Regions from separate parts of the Sus scrofa genome. Here region 2 is linked to region 1. The links are chromatin contacts, called in public Hi-C maps. All regions are on one chromosome and are shown on one strand. The core of a region is the stretch at or near the end of the contact, and the rest is flanking DNA. Distances in the headings are between cores, read along the strand shown.

Region 1 (6,283 bases), core at 1,562-4,061:
TGTTGTCATAATTTTTGCTGTACAAAGTGATTCGGTTGTACATGTATACACACCCATTCTCTTTCAGATTCTTTACCCACATAGATTATCACAGAATATTGGGTAGAGTTCTCTGTGCTACGCAGAAGGTCCCTGTTGGCCAGTCATTCTGATACCTCAGTGCGCATGTGCCAGTCCCACACCTCCAGTCCATCCCTCCTCCCTCCACCTGTCCCCTTTCTGAAGACCATTTTTTTAAGTCAGCTGAGACAAGACTCATGAGTGAGGACTTTGCTTTTAGCCAAGCAGGAGAATTTGTGCTGATTATTTTATTCCGGAGATTGTTTGTGACTTTGTGTTAGAATACCATTACTTAAGTATGAACTGTTTCCAGCCGTAGACTATTGCTATCAAGTAAAATAACACATTTTTGATGACTGAAAACAGTCGTTCTTAGTTTATCTTGAGTCTCTTGTTTCTGGCTTATGAAACTATATCGTGGGAAATTTCAAGGGCAGGCACTTGGGTGAACGTTCCAGGCCCATGTAGTTCTCCTTGGGTCACTGTGGAGTTGTCGCACCAATCAGTTCTCGGCTCTTCACTGCTGCTGCTGTGCTCACCCAGAGCTACAGCAAGGAGTATGTACTCAGCTTTTCTTTGTTTGATTGGTCTCTTTTTATGGTTTTTGTTTTGTTTTCCTTTTTAGGGCTGCACCTGCCGCATATGGAGGTTCCCAGGTTAGGGGTTGAATGGGAGCTGCAGCTGCCGGCCTACGCCTCAGGCACAGCAATGCCAGATCCGAGCCATGTCCACACCTACACTGCAGCTTGGGTGGCAACACTGGGTCCTTTAACCCACTGAGCAGGGCCAGGGATCGAACCCACATCCTCGTGGAATATTAGTCAGGTTCTTTACTGCTAAGCCACAACAGGATCTGAGGTGCTTTTTGTTTTTGTTGCAGCGATAGGAAATGCCTTTGCAGTCCTGAGCAATCCTGACAAGAGACTCCGCTATGATGAATATGGAGACGAACAGATGACTTTCACTGCCCCTCGAGCCAGACCATATAATTATTACAGGGACTTTGAAGCAGACATCACTCCAGAAGAGCTGTTCAACGTCTTCTTTGGAGGGCATTTTCCTACAGGTTAGTGTCCCAGAGTTACTGCCTAAAAAGTCGTATGTATTTTGAGGATCTGTTTGAAGATCTGAATACAGGGACCACAGTATAGTAGAAACAACAAGACTTTGGATCCAGATGAGCTAGGGTTTAGGCACATCTCTAGCCTCCTGCTACACATAATTTTGATTTTATCTGGTCTTGTTTCCTTACCTGAAAAACAGGGCTGGTAAGACCAACCTCACAAGGCTTTGTGACGATTGGATTTTTTTTGTCCTTTTTGTTTTAGGGCTACACCCACGGCATATGGAAGTTCCCAGGCTGCAGTCAGATCTGAGCTGCAGCTACCAGCCTACACGACAGGCACAGCAATGCCAGATCTGAGCTGCATCTGCGGCCCACACCACAGCTCACAGCAACACCGGATCCCCGACCCACTGAGTGAGGCTGGGGATCAAATCTGCATCCTCATGGATACTAGTCATATTCATTTCTGCTGCACCACAACGGGAACTCCCAGGATTGGATATTTTTAAGTGTTTTATAAATTAGAAGCAAAATGCCTATATTATTATTATTATTATTATTGTAAAAAGAGCCCCTTATATAAAGATAAAGGTGAGAAAAGTACCCCCAAAGCGTTGGAAGCTGGAATAATTAAATGCTTAGAAAGAAAGCTAAATTTTGTGAGTTGCTATTAAAGATACTAGTGACATAATCCGTTATTGGGCAAGGAGCAGGCATGAGCGTGGAGACAGGCTTCATGGCCCAAGTGCTCTTTCTTCATCCGCTTCTCTGTCACTGGTTACAAAGACTGTTTAAATAGGGGCAGGAGAGCTGAGCATGTCCCATTTTCAGCTGGTTTGCTCGACATCCCTACTGTCTTATTCTTCCTGGGTAAAATGGGGTAGTCCTGTGCCCCCGGAGAACCTAGCTGGAAGCAAGGGCCTTGGAAAAGGCAAGGAAGGGATGTTCGCTGTGTCACCTACTGAGTGTTTTTCTTTCTTTTCCAGGAAACATTCATATGTTCTCAAATGTGACAGACGACACTCACTATTACCGCCGGCGGCACCGACATGAGAGGATGCAGACACGGAAGGAGGAGGAAGAAGATAAACCTCAGGTACCCAGGGAGGACAGGACAGCTGCTGCCCATAAGTACTTGTATGAGCAGACCTATTTGAAGGTCACCTTGAAATGTGTCACTAAAGCATGCTTTATGAAAGCAGAGGCACAGTAAAAAGAGCTGGACAGTTGGCCCAAATAGGCCAGAATGCACCCCTCTTCCCCACCCCTTCTTTGGTGATGGTCCCAGGAAATCTGTGGGGCTGTTTTGGTCAGGGTTTTCTTGACAGCAGAGAATAGAAACTCCCTTCAAAATACTCAAAACTAAAGGGGGTTTAAGGTAAGGCATCAAGAGAGTCTCATGAAGCTCAAGGGCAGGAAGCAGCCTGGGCCTTAAGACAGGCGGGAACCAGGAACTGGGGTGCTGTCAGGCACCCACAAGCTGTGCGCCCCATGACTCTTGGGGCCAGCTGTCTCCAGTTCTCCCGCCTCTCTTCATCTCCTTTGTTCTTTAAGCGGCCTGGCTTTCTGCTTCCTCTTGCCCGTCTCCAGTGCGTCAGAGCGTGTGTCCTTTCTTCTGGTGATTGCCTAGCAGTGGGTGGTCATGAATCTCAATCCCAGATCTTCAGGAAGGAGAGTGTGATTATTTCTGCTACAGTTAGATGTCCTCTAGATGTCCCACGGTCTGTTCAGCTGAGGCCAAGACAACAGAGTTGCATAGTAACGAGACCTTGTGAGAGGCACAGTTTGGGCAGTCTCACAAACAGGTGTCTCTGCCTCACTGGTCTTAGAAAAGGGGGCTGCAGAAGGATTACCGGGTGTAAATCCAGGTTGTGAGTGGGCCTCCTTCAGCGTTTTCAGGCTGACAAAGCAGGGTTGTCTGGTACTTCTCAGCACAGAGGACAGCCTTCCCAGAAAAGCCTGGAGCTCTGTGCAGTGCATCGGTAATTGGTATTTTCTTTGGGAAAACTATCCTGTTTTCACTAAGCTGCATGTGGATGAACAACACTTATACCAAATACTTTCTCTTTTTCAGACTACATATTCTGCATTTATTCAGTTACTTCCAGTTCTGGTGATTGTGATCATATCTGTGATTACTCAGCTGCTAGCTGCTAATCCCCCGTATAGTCTGTTCTATAAATCGTAAGTCAAATGCTGATAATCTTTCTTAACAATCTAATGAAACACTTGCAGTTTTTGCTGGTACATTACTAACATTTCCTTTCACCTTGTATTGTAGAAAACACTGAGTTTGCGTTGACAGGAACAGCTGGGTAGTGATAATGCAAAAGTACCATAGGCCGCTCCGCCCAGCCCTCAGGACCTGATTGTTTTGTTCTACAGCGACACCGTCTGGTCAGCTGTAGAACAGCACAAGCTGGCTTCTGAAGAATTAACTAACTCCTGGTTTAGATTAAATCCTTATCATACCATCTTAGACTTAGAAAAAGGACCTTACGGAGCTTGTGATAGTATCGCTGGACCCCTGTGGGTCTGAGAACATAGCAACTAAGACCTGGTGATTATTTCCAATTTAAGAAATTGCAAGAATAAGACATCTATTCATGATAAGGCTGTACAGTCAAACCGTAGTATCTCATTTCTTTGCTTTTGCTGAAAATATAGAAAGTCATTCTAAAGTTTGCATTGCATGGAAAACACGAGCTCTGATAGGAATTTTTAGATTTAGTAATGAATTTTTTTAAGTCATTTCTCAGAAGTTTGGTCCCTGATCAGCATTAACTGGCAGCATGTAGACATGCAGACTCTTAGGCTTTACTCCGTATCTGCTGAATCAGAAACTCTGCGGTGAGAACCAGCAGTGTGAGGTTTGCCATGCCCTCTACTAAAGTTTGAGACTCATTGGATTCATTACTTTTTAAATTATTAATGGGAAATGAGTTTTTGCTCTTATAGCTTAGCAGACAAAAACCTTTCCAAATGTGGGCTCCATGGAACAATACCTAACAGGAAGAGCTCTTGTTGGTGATCATTGGGCTAAAGACTCTCATTGTGGATCACTAGAATGATCTAGAGAGAGATCATTGCTATCAGGTCACGCCGGCCTGATACCCCTCTATTTACTGACTTCCTCTGTGTACGTACCACTGGCACCCCTTTTCTGGTCAGGCCAGTGCGACAGGCAGGAACCTTCCCTGCCAACAGCTTCCCAGAGGGAAGCGAGAGTAGTCGAGTGGCCTGTGTTCTTAGACATCCAGCAAGATCCCCAAGGTGAGAGGTCAAAGGAAAAGGCTGGGAAAAGGTCAAATAAAGCCCATTTAAGATGGATTTTGTCCAGCTTGAACAAAATCAGTTTGAATTTTGTACATCACTGTCACATTATATTAACTTGAATTTGAGCTCCCTTCTATACTTTTTTTTTTTCTTTTGGTCTTTTTAGGGCCACACTCGCGGCATATGGAGGTTCCCAGGCTAGGGGTCGAGCCAGAGCTACAGCAATGCTGGGTCCGAGCCATGTCTGCAACCTACATCATAGCTCACAGCATTGCAAGATCCTTAACTCACTAAACGAGGCCAAGGATCGAACTTGCGTCCCATGGATACTAGTCAGGTTCATTACCATTGAGCCATGAGGGGAACTCCTATACTTTCTAATGGCTGGACTTTAGTTAACTGAGACCTGTTAATGTTTCCGAACACCAGATACCATTGGGGATCTTAAACCCACTGAGCATTAGCCTGGAGATATCATTGAAATCTTTTTTTAAAATGCTACTGACATGTAGTTGATTTACAGTGTTATGTTAATTTCTGATGTAGGGCAAAGCATTTCAATGATACATATACACACATATCCACTCCCATATAGGGTATCACAGAATCTCGAGTAGGTTTCCCTGTAGTGCACAGCAAGTCCCCATTGACCATTTATTCCACGTACAATAGTGTGCCAGTTCCAAGCTCCCAATCCATCCCTCCCCTCTCACTGAAATATTTGTCACAGTTTTTGGTAGTTCTCACCTCACGACTGTGTGTGAAGTACTTTTTATCATGACCTCACAATTGGAACTAAGTTGGTATGAGCTGTCTGGTTATTTGTAAATCGTTTACTGTAACATTCATTTCGTTCAGCCAAATTTATCAGTAGCCTGCTCTGTGCCAGGTGCCATGCGAGGTCCTGTACATTACAGAAATTGCTGTTATGCATGCAGAGATTTACTTTTAGCCTCGAAAGAAGCAGTCTCACAGAGGGGAACCCAGACAGCTGCGCCGCCATGTTCAGAGCAGTGTATATACAGTAGTCAAGACATGGCGACAATCTGAGTGTCCATCAGTGGCTGAATGGGCGAAGAAGTTGTGGTCTATGTATATTCAATGGAGTAGTATTACTCAGACATAAAAATGAGGAACTCCTCCCATTTGTGAAAACAGTGATGGACCTTGAAGGCATTATGCTAAGTAAAGTAAGCCAAAGAAAGACAAATACTGTACAATCTCACTTACATGTGGAATCTAAAAAAACCCCAAGCTCATAGAAAAGAGATCAGCCTTGCGGCTACCAGAGGTAGAGGGGAAGGGAGGGGAGTTGGAGGGACTAACAGTTCTCAGGTCTATAAGGAGGAGGGATCCGATGTACAGCGTAGCGGCTGCAGTAGTTAACACTGCTGTGTGATAGGAAATGAGAGGAAAATTGTTGAGAGGGCACATCCTAAGAGTTCTCATCACAAGGAGAAAATTTTTTCCTTTGTTTCTTCTTTCGTTTCTGTTGTTACGTAGATGAAAAGCTAGATGTTAGCTGAACCTGTTGTTTGATCATTTCACAATATACGAAAAACGGCATGTATGAATCATTGTGGTGCAGGCCTTAAACTTTTTTTTTTTCTTTTTAGGGCCTTACGTGCGGCACATGGAAGGTCCCAGTTAGGCATCGAATCAGAGTACAGCCACTGGCCTACACCGCAGCCAGAGCAACTCGGGGTCTAAGCCATGTCAGTGACCTACACCATAACTCATGGCAGTGCCGGATCCTTAACCCACTGAGTGAGGCTAGGGATTGAACCCTCATCCCCATGGATACTAGTTGGATTCATTTCCACTGCGCCACAACAGGAACTCTTGTGTATCTTAAATTTAAAAAGAGAGAAGAGAGGGAGG
Region 2 (5,807 bases), core at 1,351-3,850, 55 kb before region 1:
TCCAAATGCCACGGGAGCGGTCCTAGAAAAGGCAAAAAGACCAAAAAAAAAAAAAAAAAAAAAAATTAACATGTTCTCAAACTGACCTAAGATGAGGAAGTACTCCTGGGAAAATGATGACCAGCGGAAGCAGGGGAGGTGGCGCTGGCCGCTGGGCAGGATCCTGAAGGGGAGGCTGCAGGTGTGGGCAGGTATGGAGCTGCCCACCCAGGGAGGACTCTGCTCAGGCTTTTTTTCAGCACCTTTGACTTCCTTTGACCCTTTGTGAGTCAATCGTAGGGAAGAAAAAATGTAGGGAATTCTCTCCATTTTGAGGTTTGTTTGTTCGTTTGTTTTTTGTATTTTTGCTTTTTAGGGCCTCACCGCAGCATGTGGAGGTTCCCAGGCTAGGGGCTGAGTCAGAGCTGCGGCTGCCAGCTTACACCACAGACACAGCGATACCAGATCTGAGCCGCATCTATGACCTACACCATAGCTCACAGCAATGCCAGATCCTTAACCCACTGAGCAAGGCCAAGAATCGAACCTGCATTCTCTTGGATACTAGTTGGATTCGTTTCCACTGCACCACAACAGGAACTTCCACAGAAAATTATTATTATTATTTTTTAACGAGAGAGTTCTCAGGAAGCCTCCTTGCTTCTGGGAGGCCCGAGGCATCTATGAAGTCGATGTGTCTTCTCATGTCCAGTTGCGATGTGGGGAAGGATCTAGGCAGGAAAGGACTGCGGCTGCTCTGTGGCTGCCACCCCGATCCCATTCCCAGGCCGGCCCCTTCCTGGAATCCAATCAGCCTACCAGTGTGCCTGAGAGAGGCCAGAACACTTCCCACCCCAGGGAAAAGTATGAGCATGAAACCTGATCCTGGCACCTTCCACTCCTTTCTGGAAAATCAAGGCGCCAAGCCAGCTGGCCTTTGGAGCCACCCACCTGGTTCACCTCCCCACTTCCTCCTCTGTTAGCCACGATGGGAGTGGGGCAAGTCAGTTCACCTCACTGTGGAAAGTTCTGTAGCTTCCTGACAGGGTGGCTGCACAGATTAAATGAAAACATGAGCAATTCTCGGCATAATGTCTGAAGCATGGTAAGCACTTTGTTGTTGTTGTTGTTGTTGTTTTTATTATTATCCACGTGATTGCCTTTTTGGCTGGATGTACCAGGTGCTCTCTGAGAAGCCACCCGCCTTGCCCCTTCCCGGGGAGAACTGAAACCCCACCCTTCTGCAGGTCTTTTGCTCCCAATGAGCTTTTCATTTTTTAAAGTTTTGGCTTTGTATTTTTATTTATTTAGTGTGTGTGTGTGTGTGTGTGTGTGTGTGTGTGTGTGTGTGTGTGTCTTTTTAGGGCCACCCCCCCAGCATATGGAGATTCCCAGGCTAGGTAGGAATCTGGAGCTGTAGATGCTGGCCTACGCCACAGCCAGCCACCTACATCACAGCTCATGGCAACACCGGATCCTTAAGCCACTGATCGAGGCCAGGGATCGAACCTGCATCCTCATGGACGCTAGTCAGACTCAGGTTCCTCCTAGCCATGTCGGAAACTCCTCCATGAGCTTTTTACTCAAAGGTTGTTGTTACAGGAAATCACGGTTCATTTCCCCACCTCCAGCCTGATTGCCCCGGCTTCAGAGAAAGAGGATCTGCTTCTGGAAATTGGAATGAAACCACTCAGGCAGGGCAGCGTGTGCGCTTGGCTGGGTGTGGGCCGTCTCCCCTGGGTGTTGGTGGAGTGTGTTTGATTGTGGGGCCTTGAGGGAGTTGGAGGGAGTTTCTGAACACCCTCGGGTCGGGGGATGGCCTGGGGCACTGCCATGGGAGACTTGGCAGCTTCCCTCACCCCAAGCTGGGCGTGGCTCCCGAGGCCTTGGGGCGCTTCCTCCCTCCTCGGAGGCGGGAAATAAGCTCCCCAGCGCCGAGCCTGGAGGGATGTGGTGAAGAAAGCTGTGATTGTTTTGAATCTTTCGTTTTCGGGTTGCAGCCTGAAAGGCCCCGTGGGGCTGGGAGCCCTTGGACAGGACCTTCTCCCCTTGCCGTCTTCCAGAAACAACCTGCGGTCTGGGAGGCAGAAGGTGAGATGGGCAGCAGCCCGGCCAGAGCTCCAAGGCAGAGGCTGCTGGGGGTGAGGCCCCCGGCGGTGCAGCGATGGGTGGCAGCTTTCCGGCTGCCCTGCCCCCACCCCTGAACTGTGGTTTTCAGATTCGCTGACTAAGGTCCTCCCTGGGGGACCTGGGGAGAGGGAGACTCCAGCCCCTGAGTGTCCGGTGGGTGGTGCGTCACAGACACCTGCGGGTCTGGGTCTGGGATCGTGGCTCACTTTCTTCTTCATTGCGCCGGCGGTCTCGGTGAGGCTTGGGTGGGGTGTTTGTGGGGGGGTGCTTGCATTTCTTTCTCCACTTGCTCTGTGTTCAACAAATCTCTATGGAGCTCTGGGATGCTATGTGCCCAGCCTGTCCCCTAGAAGTATCTCCAGGAGCAGCCTCTGGCTCTGGTTGGGTACTAGGCAAACACAGAGCTGGAGGAAGTGCCCAGCCAGGGCCTTAGTCCCGAAACGGTAGGAGAGCGAGGGAAGGACAGCTGTGGATTTCTTGGTTCCTACAGATGCCCTACTCCAGCCTGCATCCATCCATCCCACAGCCCAGGGGCCTCAGGGCTCAGGTGGCAGCCTTGGTCCTTCTAGGTGCCTGCTTGGTGGCCCTTTGGGGGCTGGGGGAGCTGCCAGAATACACGCTCCGGTGGCTGGTGCTCCACCTGGCCTCCCAGCAGATAGGACTGCTGGTGAAGGGGCTCTGCAGTCTGGCGGAGGAGCTGTGCCACGTCCACTCCAGGTGACTCCTTGTGGTACCCAACATGCTTCACTCCCTTGACTCCCCCGCCCCCCCGGCCTGTCTCGCCTTGAATCTCTCTAGCTGAGCTGGGCTGGGACCTGGGGCTTGGCTGTTGCCTGCAGGTACCAGAGCAGCTACTGGAGGGCTGCGCGGGCCTGCCTGGGCTGCCCCATCCGCTGTGGAGCCCTGCTGCTGCTGTCCTGCTACTTCTACTTCTCCATCCGAGACAAGGCTGGCCTGCCCCTCCCCTGGATGCTGGCCCTCCTGGGCCTCTCGCAGGCCCTAAACATCCTCCTGGGCCTCCAGGTATGACACAGAGGGAGGTGGTGGGGCTGGCCAAGGGGACATGTGGCTGCTGGGACCTGCTCTGGGCTCAGTCCTGAGAGCGGGACGAGTGTAGAGGTTGGTCCATGGAGGAGAGCCTGCGATGTTCTGGGTTCAGTGACGGCAGAGAAAGGAGCCAGTTGGCAGCAGGCCGGGAGAGCTTCCTGGAGGAGGAGGGCTCTGGTTGGCCTTCATGGAGGCTCCCTGGCTCCACTCTGCTTTCCACAGCACCTGGCCCCAGCTGAAGTCTCTGCAATCTGTGAAAAAAGGAACTTCAACGTGGCTCATGGACTGGCCTGGTCTTATTACATCGGGTACCTGCGGCTGATCCTCCCAGGTGGGCCATCCTCTATGCCCCATCTTCAGATTATGACAGACAACAGGCGTGGCTGTGGTTGTGGTGTAGGCCTGCAGCGGCAGCACCGATTCAACCCCTAGCCCAGGAACCTCCATATGCCGCGAGTGTGGCCCTAAAAAGCAAAAAAAAAAAAAAAAAAAAAAAAAAAAAAAGAGAGAGAGAGAGACAGACAGACAATAAGGCACCCCATCTTGTATTTCCAGGACTTACTGTATTTTTCAAAGCATTTTCCTGTCTGACAAACCATTTGATTCCCAAAGCAATCTTATAGGCGTGAAGGCTGTTATTATTAAGCCTGGTTTACAGGATGAAATAGAGGACTGAGAGCCATTAAGTGACTTGTCACAAGTCACCCATAAATTCTTTCTTTTTTTTTTTTTTTTTGGCTTTTTTGCCATTTCTAGGGCCGCTCCTGAGGCATATGGAGGTTCCCAGGCTAGGATCCAATCGGAGCGGTAGCCACCAGCCTATGCCAGAGTCACAGCAACTCAAGATCTGAGCCGTATCTGTGACCTACACCACAGCCCATGGCAACACCGGATCCTTACCCCACTGAGCAAGGCCAGGGACCGAACCCACAACCTCATGGTTCCTAGTTGGATTCGTTAACCACTGAGCCATGACCGGAACTCCTTTTTTGTTTTTTGCTTTTTTTTTTTTTTGGCTTTAACCCATGAATTCTTGCAATAAATATTTGCCATATGCTCTGGGCCCTTCATATGCATTTTCTCACTTAATTCATACCCTGTAAGGAAGCGAAAATCATTACTCCTCTCTTATTTTATTTTTTTATTAGAGTATAGTTGATTGACAATGTTATGCCAATTTCTGTTACACAGCAAAGTGACCCAGTCATACCTATGTTCTTTGTCATATTGTTTTCCATCATGGTCTGGCCCAAGAGATTGGATATAGTTCTCATTGCTTATCCCATTCTAAATGTAATGATTTGCATCTACTAACCCCGAACTCCCAGTCCATCCGACTCCCTCCCCCTCCTCCTCCCCCTTGGCAACCAAAAATCTGTTCTCCATGTCTGTGAGTCTGTTTTTTTTTTTTTTTTTTTTGTCTTTTTGCCTTTTCTAGGGCCGCTCCCTCGGCATATGGAGGTTTCCCAGGCTACGGGTCTGATCAGAGCCTACGCCAGAGCCACAGCAACGCGGGGGATCTGAGCTGCATCTGCAACCTACACCACAGCTCAGGGCAATGCCGGATCCTTAACCCATGGAGCAAGGGCAGGGATCGAACCCACAACCTCATGGTTCCTAGTCGGATTCGTTAACCACTGCGCCATGATGGGAACTCCCTGTTTCTGTTTTGTAGATAGGTTCATTTGTGCCATATATTAGATTCCACATATAAGTGATATCATATGGTATTTGTCTTTTTCTGACTTACTTCACTTAGTATGAGAATCTCCAGTTGCATCCATGTTGCTGCAAATGGCATTATTTTGTTCTTTTTTATGGCTGAGTAGTATTCCATTGTGTATATATACCACATCTTCTTAACCCATTCATCCGTCGATGGACATTTATTTATTTATTTATTTTTGCCTTTTCTAGGGCTGCACCTGCAGCATACGGAGGTTCCCAGGCTCGGGGTCTAATCGGAGCTGCAACCACCGGCCTATGCCAGAGCCACAGCAACACAGGATCTGAGCCACATCTATGACCTACACCGCAGCTCACGGCAATGCCAGATCCTTAACCCACTGAGCAAGGCCAGGGATCGGACCCGCAACCTCATGGTTCCTAGTCGGATTCATTAACCACTAAGCCACGACGGGAAGGCCATCGATGGACATACAGGTTTTCCATGTCTTGGCTATTGTGGATAGTGCTGCAATGAACATTGGCATCACCCCATTTTATTTTTTAATTTTTGGTCTTTTTTTTAGGGCCACACCCACGGCATATGGAGGTTTGCAGGCTAGGGGTCAAAGTGGAGCTGTAGCCGCTGGCCTACTCCATAGCCACAGCAATGCCAGATCCGAGCCATGTCTTCGACCTACACCATAGCTCATGGCAATGCCGGATTCTACCCACTGAGGAAGGCCAGGGATCGAACCTGCATCCTCATGGATACTAGTCAGATTCATTTCCACTGAGCCACGATGGGACCTCCTCGCTCCTATTTTAGAGATAAGAAAATTTCTGAAAAAAGAAATCAGATCACAAACTTGATCATAAACTTAAAAAATAAATAAATAAAGAAGGTTCGTCATGGTCAAAAAAAAAAAAAAAGAAAAGAAAGAAAATTTCTGTTCCAAGAGATAAAGTAATGCGTCCAAAGTTAC

Evidence for each region. Hi-C and Micro-C count contacts between places; a contact is called where the count stands out from the background.
Region 2: a contact with region 1 is called in a Hi-C map of retroperitoneal adipose tissue, with 3 times the contacts expected there. The contact joins the promoter of TMEM173 here to the enhancer-like site in region 1. A contact is called at or near these places in 3 of 5 promoter capture datasets (fetal liver, fetal skeletal muscle and liver), 35 of 47 Hi-C or Micro-C datasets (adipocytes, adipose tissue, alveolar macrophages and 17 more) and 2 of 2 datasets of contacts at active chromatin or transcription factors (alveolar macrophages and skeletal muscle).

What each region holds. Positions count from the first base shown.
Region 1 is chr2:141,306,714-141,312,996 of Sscrofa11.1, reverse strand. DNAJC18 (dnaJ homolog subfamily C member 18) reads left to right here. Exons shown (of 9, transcript XR_002341938.1): 4 at 941-1,126; 5 at 2,113-2,222; 6 at 3,201-3,310. Among named protein-coding and RNA genes, the nearest start is that of SPATA24, 17 kb to the right of the region's middle. Within about 2 kb of position 2,811, at least 13 of the 83 cell types and tissues checked have an H3K27ac peak or open chromatin away from gene starts, as enhancers often do. A contact at or near this core is called in retroperitoneal adipose tissue, where this site is marked.
Region 2 is chr2:141,362,356-141,368,162 of Sscrofa11.1, reverse strand. It overlaps TMEM173 (transmembrane protein 173), which reads left to right and starts at 2,600. Exons shown (of 6, transcript NM_001142838.1): 1 at 2,600-2,826; 2 at 2,949-3,132; 3 at 3,379-3,487. The coding sequence starts at 2,600.